Regions from separate parts of the Sus scrofa genome. Here region 2 is linked to region 1. A link is a contact called in public Hi-C data. All regions are on one chromosome and are shown on one strand. The core of a region is the stretch at or near the end of the contact, and the rest is flanking DNA. Distances in the headings are between cores, read along the strand shown.

Region 1 (5,826 bases), core at 2,396-4,895:
ATTCACATAGATTGTTAGTGGCAAAGTCAGGACTTAATCTCAAAGGCCTTGTCTCTTTATGCATAAAATTTTTCATAGGCAACTGATTGATTGATGGATTGATTGATTTGCCTCAAGTGCCATTGGAGAGTGGAAAATAGACCAGAAAATAGAAGGAGAAAGAAAAAAAAAAAGCTTTAAAGAAATCTTGAAAAAGAAGAAATAGGAAATTAAATAATTTTATAGAATAAGAGAGATAAAATGCAACCAAGCATTGCTCAGGTTGTACATGGAAGACCCTGCTGGGCTGGGCTGAGTATGCCCATTACAACTGACTATAAGTCTAGTGAGATCCTTGGAATAACCCACCTATAGCATATACTATGGCGCTTCTTCTAGACCCTCTCTTCAGGGCTGACACACCTATTCCCAAGTTGGGAATATTGGGTCTGGACCATTCAACGGCTGTGTCCATCAGTGGGCACTGCCCTCAGGGAATTGCTTTACCCAATGCCACAACTCTTCCCAGGAATGCTGGATATGGAGACACCAAGGCTCAACACCCTGGACTCAATTTGGTCCATTTTTGAAGAGTGCCCCCTGAACTGCAAGTCCAGCTGTAACCATGTTGCAAAGCAGCCTCTTCCTCCGCCCCATCCTGCCAGGTGTAGCCTTGCTTCCTTACAGGTGTATCTTTTTAAACACTGGCCAATCAAGCCTTTGTCATGCAAATTATATTTCCAGTCCCTCAGTCTAAGTAAAAGATACAACCCAAATTCACATTTTGTGTGTATCACTGTCAGAATTGGGAAGAAAACCCGGGTTTCCTGCCCCATCATCTTTTCACCTAAACCATCTTCAACTGCTATACCTCTCCCTCTGGCTAAAGCTGTTTGTATACAACTTGACATGACCCACTGTCCTACGAGGTGGGCTCCCAAGGTGTGAGATGCTGACAAATAGCATGTTGGTCAAATGCTTGACCAATCAGTCAAGCTTTACAAGATGATTTTGGTAGTACTTGGATATGCTTGTTTTTACTTTAGTAGTTGTTATCTTAGCTTGGGATTCCCCCAGAAGCTGACCCTGAGATGAGAACTCAAGTGAAAAGGACTTATTAGCATGCAGGCCAGCATCGCTGTGGTGCAATCTGTAAAGTCACACACCTATGCAGTCACAAGAGCCCCATGCTTGGCTTAACATTCTGCTGTTGCCATCTTGAAATTTTTAATAATTTATGAACATTTAAAAATCTTGTATAGGGCCCTGCAAATCACACAGTTGGCCCTGATTAGGATGTGTTCCAATGTGAGGGAGTGGGAAGTAGGTCCTAGAAGGGTAAGAAGGACAAGCAAGCATGTAGCATCAGGTCCCACAGAAGTGGGGAGAGAATTTGGCTCAATCTGGCCACCATACTCCTTAATCACTGATTAAAGGCTGAAGCGGTGGTGGGAGAGCATCAATTTCCAGGTACTTCCAGCTGTCCTGTGAGCAGGCAAAGTAAAGCCTGCAGCTCGGGGTGGTGTTCTGACAACAAGGTGCAGGTGCCAAGTGCAGGGGAATGAATGCATACCTGGAGCCAGTGTGTGTGAAACTGGAGAAGGATCACAGGTGAGGGATATGGCAGAGCACTGACAACCGTTGCTGGAGTTGGGCATGTACTTTGATCCAGAGTAAGAGGCTGCTGCTAGCTTTTCAAAGTCAGGATTTCACAGATGAATTGACTAACAGCAAGCCTCATATATGTAAGAAATAACAAAATTAAGTCAATTAAAAATATAAATTAAAAATCAGGGGAGTTCCCGTCATGGCACAGTGGTTAACGAATCCGACTAGGAACCATTGGTTGCGGGTTCGAACCCTGCCCTTGCTCAGTGGGTTAACGATCCGGCGTTGCCGTGAGCTGTGGTGTAGGTGGCAGATGCGGCTCGGATCCCGCATTGCTGTGGCTCTGGTGTAGGCCAGTGGCTACAGCTCTGATTCGACCCCTAGCCTGGGAACCTCCACATGCCGCAGGAGCGGCCCAAGAAATGGCAAAAAAAAAAAAAAAATCATATAGAAGGTACAAAGAAGAAACGTGAAATTACTGAAGTTTGCACACAGTGGAGCAGAAAGAACACTGGATTGAGGGTCGTGGGTAAAAGGACAAAGTCTGGGGCCAGACTCTTTGCAGTGAATTCTGGCTCTGCCACTTTTGAGCTGCCTGGCTTAACATCCCTGAGCCTACCTGCTAGGGTTGGTAGGATGATTAATAAAATTAATATATGTAAAGCACTTAGAGCAACATCTGCCATGAAAGTGTTAGCTCTTATTATTCTTGCCTTGCTCCTAACTAGATCAGTGCATCTCCAACTATCTGTGGGATTTTATTTTCAATCTGTTGCAGGCTGATGCTTTTATCCAACATGATAAATACAACATGAATAATGAGAAAAGTAAAAGAGACATACCAAATACAAGGCCATATTCTTCGTTATCAAATTTAACAGGCAGAAAATCACACAAATTGCTATAAAAGTTTTTACATGCTCACTTTCACTTTCTATGCTTATCCCATTACAGATGGGTAGCAGTTCCCAGACAGTCATTGTTCTGTGAGTCACACATTGAATAGTACTATATTAGAAAAGTTTCAATAAGCCCCTTAAGTTCTTGGTGTCTCAGTTTCCAGATGAGATTACGTACATGAAAGCATTTACTCTTTTATCTCCACCCTGTCAAACAAGAAAGCAGACACCTAGGAATGTGCGAGAAGTCTGCTGAGTGATACTATTTCTGCACATCCATCTTTTTCACTCTTTCTGGACTCTTTCTGGACTTTTTGAGGGTGACATCCCCACCCCCACCACCAATCACCTTTATTGCAGAGCTTGGCACATAGCAGACGTCAATGACTGTTGAATGGCTGTATTAATAGTTTGAAGTCTACGGAAACGAACGTGGCTTCTCAAACTCCTGGACCCTGAATCCATCCAGAAAAAAACCAAAGCGAATTCCGTTCATTAAGCGGAACTCTGCCAGGTACTGGGCATTCGGAAACACAAATCTCATGGTGGAGCAATGGAAGGGAAGCTCATGATGGGCGGGTGTACTTCACATTCAACAATCTGCAGTTATAGCTCCACTTTCTGGGAAGCAAAATCTCTCTGTGGCCCCAGGGCCCTTTAAATTTTGCTGTGACTGTTTTCTTAAGAAATTCCTGGAACAGAGCCTAACTTTTGTGTAGGGGGTTGGCAGAGCACATATTCGCGGCCTAAGGGACGGTTGGCATAAGGGTTGGCAAGGCGTTCACACGCGAGGGAAACTTCCGAGGAGTGAGAACAGCCCTGTGCAGGGTCGTGAATGGGGGGTGGGAGGGAACCGAAGAATCTTTGAACTCCAGGGCTTTAGGGAATTTGGGGAAGGGAAACGGGGGGTGGCCAAAGCGGCCAGACCTTTGCGGGACTTCAACGCTCCCCACCTCTCCTCTCTGCCAGCCCACGTGCGGCAAAGCAAGGGTTCGGCGGCCGAACTGAGTAAGAGCCCGGGCGTCTGGGCAGGAGGGAGGAGGGCTAGGCCAGGAGGAAGGAGTCCGGGCCGCCGCCGCCCCGCCCGTCGGGCTGTCCGCCCCGCCTACCCCGAGCGAGGCGGAGCCGGCGCCCGCCCGGAGGAGCAGGAGGAGGAGGAGAGGTCGGAGCCGTCTCCAGGAGCCCTTAGAGACAGAGTCCCCGGCAGCAGCGGTGGTGGCAGGGGCAGCGCTCTGGCAGGCGAGTGAGCACCGAGCAGCGGGCGCAGGTGGCAAGTCGGGTCCCCGAAGGGACCAGGGCGCAGCGCGGGGCGTCGGCTGGCCAGTTCGGGAGCCGCCTCCGAGTTCCCAGTGCTGGGAAGCGAGATGGAGGGAGGGAACGGAGGAAGGAAGGAAGGAGGGAAGAGTGTCCCAGAGGGCGGGGACTGGTCCGGGCACTGGGCGCCGGAGACCGGGATGGGGGAGGGAGGGCAAGGGACGCCGAGACCCGGAGACGGACGGCGCGCTCGCCCTCGACGGGCGGCAGCGGCCGGAGGGCGCGGGAAGCCCGCAGCCCTGCGGGTCCAGGGCTGGGAACCGGCCCCCGGGACGAGGGCGGGAGCGAGAGAAGGTCTCCCGGCTCGCTCGCTTCCTCACCGGCCCGCGGCCGTGCGCCCCGCGCCGGGTTGGGACTGGGAGGTTTGGGAGGTTCCGGGGTTCCCAGCTCCAGCTTGCGGCGCTGCCAGGTTTGCGAGAAGGGCCGGCAGCTGGGGGCGACCCGGCGCCACGCCCCTCTTCCCTACTTTCTTCCGCTCTTTCTGGGGACTCGGCAGCGAAGGCGCAGCCCTGGAACCCGCTGGGGGTTGGGGGTCTGGCGGCGAAATAGCGGGTCGCAGAGATCACACGTCCCGCGAGGGACCCCCGAGCAGTGAGCGGTCTGGAGACTGCTATCATTTGCGGATGATAGGAGGAGGTCAAGACTCAGACGTGAGGCTTGCGTGATTTTTTAAAAAAGTATTGCCCGGACTTATTGCGTGGAACAGAGTGACTTTAAAAAATTTTTTTTCGACTAGGGTATATCAATTAAAGCTAATTTTAAAATGCTGTCCCTGAAGCCTCTCGACCCACCGGTTCCTCCCCTTCTGTTTGTGTCTTGTAAACTTGACTTAAACCATTCATAACTTTCGAAAAGGAACTCGTGATTCTCATTAAATCCCCGCGGTGGAGCGAAACTTTGGGTAACTGGAAATCTGAGTGAGGGAACTGCCGCGGCCTGTCGTCTTGTGATCACCCCTGCCCAGGCGCGGTTGTGTACAAACAAGTGCACAGAGAAGAAAATGGTCAAAAACCTGAGAGAAAGGAGGTCCCCTGCGCCCACGTGTCAGGGCACGTTTAATGGCTGCTGTGAGTGGAAACGGACTGGAATGTATTAGACCTTGTGGAGTTGGACAAACTTCACATGATTAGCTTCCTTCCCATCAGTTGTTTCCTCTCCCCCCCACCCCGCCCCCGCTGTCTTGCCGACACTGTTTATATTTCCTGGGGCTGTTGTAGCTTCGTCTAGATAGATTGTCTATAAGGAATCTTTTGGACATTGTCAGCAGCAGGGACTGTGTCTGCGTGTTCTCTACTTTAAAAGCGGAGTTTGGCTGTGTTTTTAAAGTGCTCGTCACCACGCTGCACCATTGCTGGTGCTTCTCAGCTCTGCCTATAAATGATGGCAGGATGGCGGCCCTCACCTAGTAGAACCAGGAAGGCGGGCAGTGTTAGAATGACGGGGTTGGGTTTAACTGTTGCCAAAACAGTCACATTCAAGGAAGGAGTTGTTTTGATTCTTTAAAAAAAAAAAAAAAAAAAAAAAAGTGTATGTGTTAGCAAGCCCTTTTTTCAATAAACAAACATGATTCACACACACATAATTTTTTAAAGTAATGAAACCTTTTACAGAGATTTCAGTGGTAAAAGGACTTTGGGATCAAGCCTTCAGTCCCTTTGCCTTCTCTAACTAGCACCATAAAACCCTGGTTTAGGTCCAACACATGTCGAACAGTCTGATGACTGTGCCTTTAGGCCTTATTTTTAAAAATGCAGTCGTGTATTTACTGTTTTTAACCCAGGTAATTCACAGAGGTATTGAATCTGGACAATAGATTTGTGTAAAAATACCTAAAAATGTGTATCTGTGTTTCACAAGAAGCGGAAAGGATTAATACTCTAAAATTTTTCTGTGTAGCAAGCTCCCAGCATCATTTGAAAGCCTAGCTCTCTAACAATGAGGTTTGCGGTGTCGGGCTTATGTTGTCACTTGTTGAAGGACATGGGTGGCTTGTCAAGTTGTGACAGCAAAAAGCTGCGTAGTCAAA
Region 2 (5,826 bases), core at 1,542-4,041, 69 kb after region 1:
TGCAGCATGGGTTGCAGATGTGGCTCGGATCCTGTGTTGCTGTGGCTGTGGTATAAGGCCAGCAGCTGCAGCTCCAATTCAACCCCTAGCCAGGGAACTTCCATATGCTGCAGGTGCAGCCCTAAAAACAAAAAGATTTTTTGGTCTTTTTGCCATTTCTTGGGCCGCTCCCGTAGCATATGGAGGTCCCCAGGCTAGGGGTCGAATCAGAACTGTAGCTGCGGGCCTACACCACAGCTCACGGCAACACTGGATCGTTAACCCACTAAGCAAGGCCAGGGATTGAAGCCGCAACCTCATGGTTCCTAGTCGGATTCGTTAACCACTGAGCCACGACGGGAACTGAAAAATTTTTTTAAGTTAGCTGGATTACAGGAACCAGTGCATGGAATGGATTCAGCACAGCAGCCTGTCACCCAGTATGTATTCAGTAAGTAGGCTATTATTAATCATCATTTGCCTTGGACTATCGTGATGATGTCTAAAAAACTTCTAAAGCTTTGGGAAAAGTAGCACTTCTCCAGGAATCGTCGAGCAAGTCGCTTACTCTTAAAGCCTCAGATTTCACAGTAATAAATTGAGGATAACACTACAGGGCTGTTGAGAGGATTACGTGAAATAATCAGTATGAAATGCTCAGCTCAGGCCGGCCACATAGGAAGCACCCAAAAATAAGGGTGGCCATGATTCTCCCATCACAATATTATCTCCATTTCACAGATTAGAATTTGCAGGACGCTTTTTTCCTTGTGATAAATGGCTTCATGAAGACGCATTCAGATGGAAGAAGTTCTCACTGTTTTGTTCAAGAAAGAACAAGGAACATTTAGTAGCGTGTTTGCTTATAAATACCAAACTGTAGCATATGTGAAAGCCAGCTACATAACTCAACCAAACAGCTTTCTACTTTTTTTTAGGCATCAGCTCATTTCCTTGTTAAGATTTGGGTAAGTGATTTTGCCACTCGATTAGAAGTTTATGTATTATTTTTACAAGTCCCACGGAAATATGCAAACATAGCTATATTTAGCCAGATGCTTTAAATTCAGATCAGTTTATTTTGTGATCTTTCAATAAAAACACAGAGTGGGTACCTTCGTGGCACCCAAGGAGGTCTTGGAAGGAGACATGGGGGAGGAGGACAGAGCCACAGCTGCAAGAAGATGACCCAAACTGCAGACTGAGGCTTAGGCAGGGCAGAGAGCTGGCCTGCAGCAGAGCAGGGATTCCTGTTGAGGAGGTTTGCTCCCTGTGACAGGGAAATGCCTGCAGTGGTTGTTTTGTTTTGGTTTTTTTGCCTGCATTTGTTGAGCCGTTTCTTCCACGGGTCCTCTGGGATCCTGAGCCAGCAGAGTTCCTGTCCCCTTTGCTTGTTACTGACCAGGTGCCCTGCTGCATCAAATGCCGGGTTTGTGAAGAAGGGTGATAACATCATTCGCTGGGGGACTGACTCTGAAGTTGGTGTCATTCATGCCTGGACACATTGATGGACAAATGATCCAGGGGAGCAGGAAACCTACTCTTGCTGACTTACCTCTGTGGATAGTCATTTCAGCAGGAATCTTCCTTGATGTGAAATATGGCTGGGAAGCCAGAAAGACGAGAGGGGGCAGGGCAGCGGTGCCACTTCAGTTGGTTGGTCAGCGAGGGTTTATGGAGCATCTGCCCATGCACTGGGGGCAGGATGAAAAGGGAGCAGGATCTCCTGCCCTCTTCCTTGCCCAACCCCGGAGCCCACTCCCCAAGGGAGAGCTGAGCCATGTGGCCTTAGAGAACCCACCCCTGCTCCCCCGCCGCCGCCGTCCTTCGGTGCCCAAGGCTCACGGGACCCCCGTGTCAGCACATCCTCAACTCACAGCACCTACCCCAGAGCTAATGGTGGTTGTGAAGCCGAAGCCTCAGGACCTCCTACTGGCAAGAACCCCGTGTGTGCTCTTCCTAATTTCATATTCTTTTTCTAAAGAGGCCCCCAAATTGTATGAGGCTCAGGAGCCACAAAAACTGGGACTGTCCCCAGACCTGGGAGAATTGGCTCCGGGTTTTTTCGCTCCAGCCTGTGCTACTGGCACCAAGATGCTAAAACTCCAACTTGCTTCCTGTTCAGGGACAGGCTTTGCATGTGTGAGAGTGTGTGTGTGTGTCAGTCAGTCTGTCTGTCTGTCTCCTCTGCTGCAGCTAGATCCAGCTAGAAGCAAGTTCCCACCCAGAGCTCCTGACCCCGTGACTGAGGGGAGGGAGGCCCAGCCAGGGGTTGCTGTCTGGGCTCCTTCCTGGCCACCAGACACCCTCCCTGGGTGGAAAGGTCCCGGTCCCTGCAGGAAGGCAGGGCCTGCGCTCTCAGGCCTCCTGTGGCTTTGTGGTTGCTGGGAGGGAGGCCCTGCAAAGGGGCTGGGCAAAAGGAGCCAGCCCTGCATGAGGCATCAGCTGGCTAAAAAAGGCCAGTGGAAAATGCTTCTTTAAAAAAGGGGTGGTGGTGGGGGAATATCCTTGAAACTGGATCAGCTTTGGCAAAACCATCACTCTGATCTCAAGTCTTGGGAGAATGGCCGGCCAACCTACAGTACAGGGCTGTGCTGATCAAGTGTGCCGGCTGCTCTTAGCCCATCACTGTGTCTCTTTCCTCTTATTCCGCACAAGCGCTGGCTTGCTTTGCTAATCAGTCAGGATTAAATGTATTGAGAAGCAGTGAGAGGGGAAAGGCTGTTTTTATACATGAATATCTTTCTGACACTATGCAAAAGAATATCCAAGTTTATAAATCATTCTCTCAGTCAAATGCTGGCCAACTTTCGCCCCCTGGTGGAGAAGTGGAGAACTGTTTAAAAATGAGCTCTCAGGCTTCCTCATTGTTCTGACTGATAATCTGCAAAGAAATTGTCATCCTCTGATAAGTTACGACAGTAAAAGGGGCTGGATCGATAAGGGCTTGGGACTTGGGGGTGTTTTTTCCCTTGAAACTGTTTCTAAACTTAAGAGTTAATTTTATTTTAAATCTGTAAAGAGTAAAATAGTTAAAATGCCACTAGTTTTAAGGCTCACACATATTAAACTGCAGTAGACTTTTTTGGCAAAACTTTGCCACCACGCTAACTATGGCAAATCTTTACCACTCTGTAGGCTTATTTTACTCCTTGAGATTGTGGCAGAGACGTAAAATCAACCAGAGAATAGGCATTTCAACCACCAACTGGATATCTCTTAGTGATGCTAATTTACAGACTCCAGCTCACAGCCACCCATGTTGAAATCCGCTTTAGTGATGCTAGTTTAAATCATTTGTCTCAGTTCATTTACACTTATTACTAACACCTGCTAGAAAGTCACTGTTGGGCTAACTAGGTAATAGTTATTTGACTACTACTTCCTACACATTTTATGTATTTTTAAATGTAAAATGCAAAACAGACTTAAAAGGACACTGGTTCAAATATAAAAACAGTCCCAGGAAGTTCCTTAACAGTAGGTTAAGGATCCAGCGCTGCTGCAGCTGTGGCACAGGTTCAGCCCAAGAACTTTCACATGTCGTGGGTGCAACCAAAACCAAAAACCTTTCTATATATGTCATCTTCTGTTGAAATATGATTTTCACCTTTATCAACCCTTTGTTAATTACTCAACTGCTTTTAATGACTGGATCTGACCCAATTGTTTAGTTTACATTGTGTCTTCAGTCGTAAGAGCTTTCACAATGGAAACCTCATCTGCTATCTTTTGTTCACCAAGTGATAGTTCACATCCCTGATGAATGTTTATCATCACCATTGTCCTGGATCTCTGCCCCCCAATGGAGGGTGCAGCCCATTGTGTTTATATTAGTAACTTTTTTTTTTTTTTTTTTTTTTTGGTCTTTTTAGGGCTGCACCCGCAGCATATGGAGGTTCCCAGGCTAGGGGTCTAATCGGAGCTGTAGCTGCAGGTCTGTGCCACAGGCACAGCAATGCCAGATCTGAGCTGCAGCTCATGGCAGCGCCGGATCCTTAACCCACTGAGCAAGGCCAGGGATCGAACCCCCAACCTCATGGTTCCTAGCCAGATTCGTTAACCACTGAGCCACGATGGGAACTCCTAGTTTCTTGCCTTTTGTCTCACTCTGACAAAGTCCAGAGGAGGGCATGGGCCTAGGGGCTGGACTTTCTGCTGGCCTGGCCACAGCCCACGGCCCAGGCTGGTTGCTCTTGTTCATGAACCCCCACCTCCTTGCCTGTGGTTGCAGCCACCATCCTGATGATTTGAGAAGATACACACACACACCCCTTTCTCCGTTCTTGGGCATCTGTCCCCTTTCCACTGTTGAAACCAGCCATTACTGTTGAGACAGCCTGATTCGTTAATGATCCCTTGATATTCAGGTAACTGCCAGGCCAAGCAACATCAGAGTTGGTGTGTAAGTTCCCCCGAATTTCAGGATATTTTCGTTATTATTCACACAGGGTAGCTCCCTGAAGTTCAGACTCTGCTGACTAGGACAGACAGAGGAGAGAAGGGCCAACTTTAGAAATGGCTGTTTGAGCCTGGTCCATATATGAGCAATAGAGGAGTTCGTGTTTTTAGTAAAGGGCAGCGTTTTGCAGACATTTTGAGGATTGTTGTGATAAGTGCGAGGAGATGGAACCGGGGGTGGGAGCTCCAAAGGCTGGACCCTTTTTCCTTTTTTCTTCCTCTCCCCCCAACCCCTCCCCACTGCAGCCACATCACCTCAGTGTCTTTCTCAGCACACCAGGCTCTTGCCCACGCCCCCTGGAGTGCTCCCTCCTGTTGCTTGATGCAGGGTTATTTCATAGCCCGTAGCATAATATGCATTACTGTGTATATCTCTTTACACAAGAGCTTAATGTCAGCACCCAGAAAAATACTGGCGCAGGGCAGACACTCAGTGGAGATTTCCTGAATGAAGAAATGCACAAACAAAAGAATCAACAAGAGAACAGACAGGCAAATGTATTCAGGATCAATCACGAGAGGAACAGCGATATTTGTGGGGTTTTTATGATTTTTATTTTTTCTGTTATAGTTGATTTATGGTGTTCTGTCAATTTCTACTGCACAGCAAAGTGATTCAGTCATATGTATATATATTCTTTTTCTAGCATTATCCTCCATCATGTTCCATCACAAGTAATTAGATATAGTTTCCTGTGTTATATAGTAGGATCGAATAGTACTATTTGTAACCATACTTTAAGATGAAGTCTATTGAAACAGCAATGCAATATTACTTTTGTCTCCCTAAATGATAATAGATCTTCTAATATGCCAGTGTGTTAAGGCCGCTTGTCAATTGCAGGACTCCAGATTGCCAGGAGCATCTTAGAAAAAGTTGTTAATATCATATCCTTAAATATAGACATTAAAGGAGAAAGGCCAGTGATGGTTGGAAGGAAGAAAGAGAAAGAGCTCCATTTTTGGAATTAAAGCAAAATTATGAAACAGCCCAAGATTCCACAATCAGGAAATGCCTATGCAAAGTGGAATCTTACCACAATCATTAAAAACCACATGTATTCACCTCTATGGGCCCAAAGTACAAAATCTGAATCTGATCAGGAAGAAACATCAGACAAACCCAAATGAGGGAGCATTCTACAAAATAACTGGCCGTTACTCTTAAAAATATTAATACCGTGAAATACAAAGGAGGACTTAGGAACTATCCCAGATGAAACGTATATGACGGGTGAGTACTGTGTAGAATTTTGGTTTTTCTTTTGCTGTAAAGGACGTTTGGGGGACAATTGCAAAAATCTGAATAAGGCAGTAGATTAGAAAATAGCTGTGTTATCGATTGCAGCGAGGCTGTTTAAAAGAACTCCTTATTTGTAGGAAATG

The links. A called contact is a pair of places that touch in the nucleus more often than the background predicts.
Region 2: a contact with region 1 is called in a Hi-C map of embryonic fibroblasts, with 3 times the contacts expected there. The contact joins the enhancer-like site here to the promoter of GNG12 in region 1. A contact is called at or near these places in 5 of 47 Hi-C or Micro-C datasets (embryonic fibroblasts, heart right ventricle and mesenchymal stem cells) and 1 of 2 datasets of contacts at active chromatin or transcription factors (alveolar macrophages).

Annotation. Positions count from the first base shown.
Region 1 is chr6:144,778,879-144,784,704 of Sscrofa11.1, forward strand. GNG12 (guanine nucleotide binding protein (G protein), gamma 12) reads left to right here and starts at 3,646. Exons shown (of 5, transcript NM_001145387.1): 1 at 3,646-3,725.
Region 2 is chr6:144,848,995-144,854,820 of Sscrofa11.1, forward strand. The region is part of intron 2 of GNG12 (guanine nucleotide binding protein (G protein), gamma 12); the gene reads left to right. Among named protein-coding and RNA genes, the nearest start is that of GNG12, 69 kb to the left of the region's middle. Within about 2 kb of position 2,792, at least 36 of the 83 cell types and tissues checked have an H3K27ac peak or open chromatin away from gene starts, as enhancers often do. A contact at or near this core is called in embryonic fibroblasts, where this site is marked.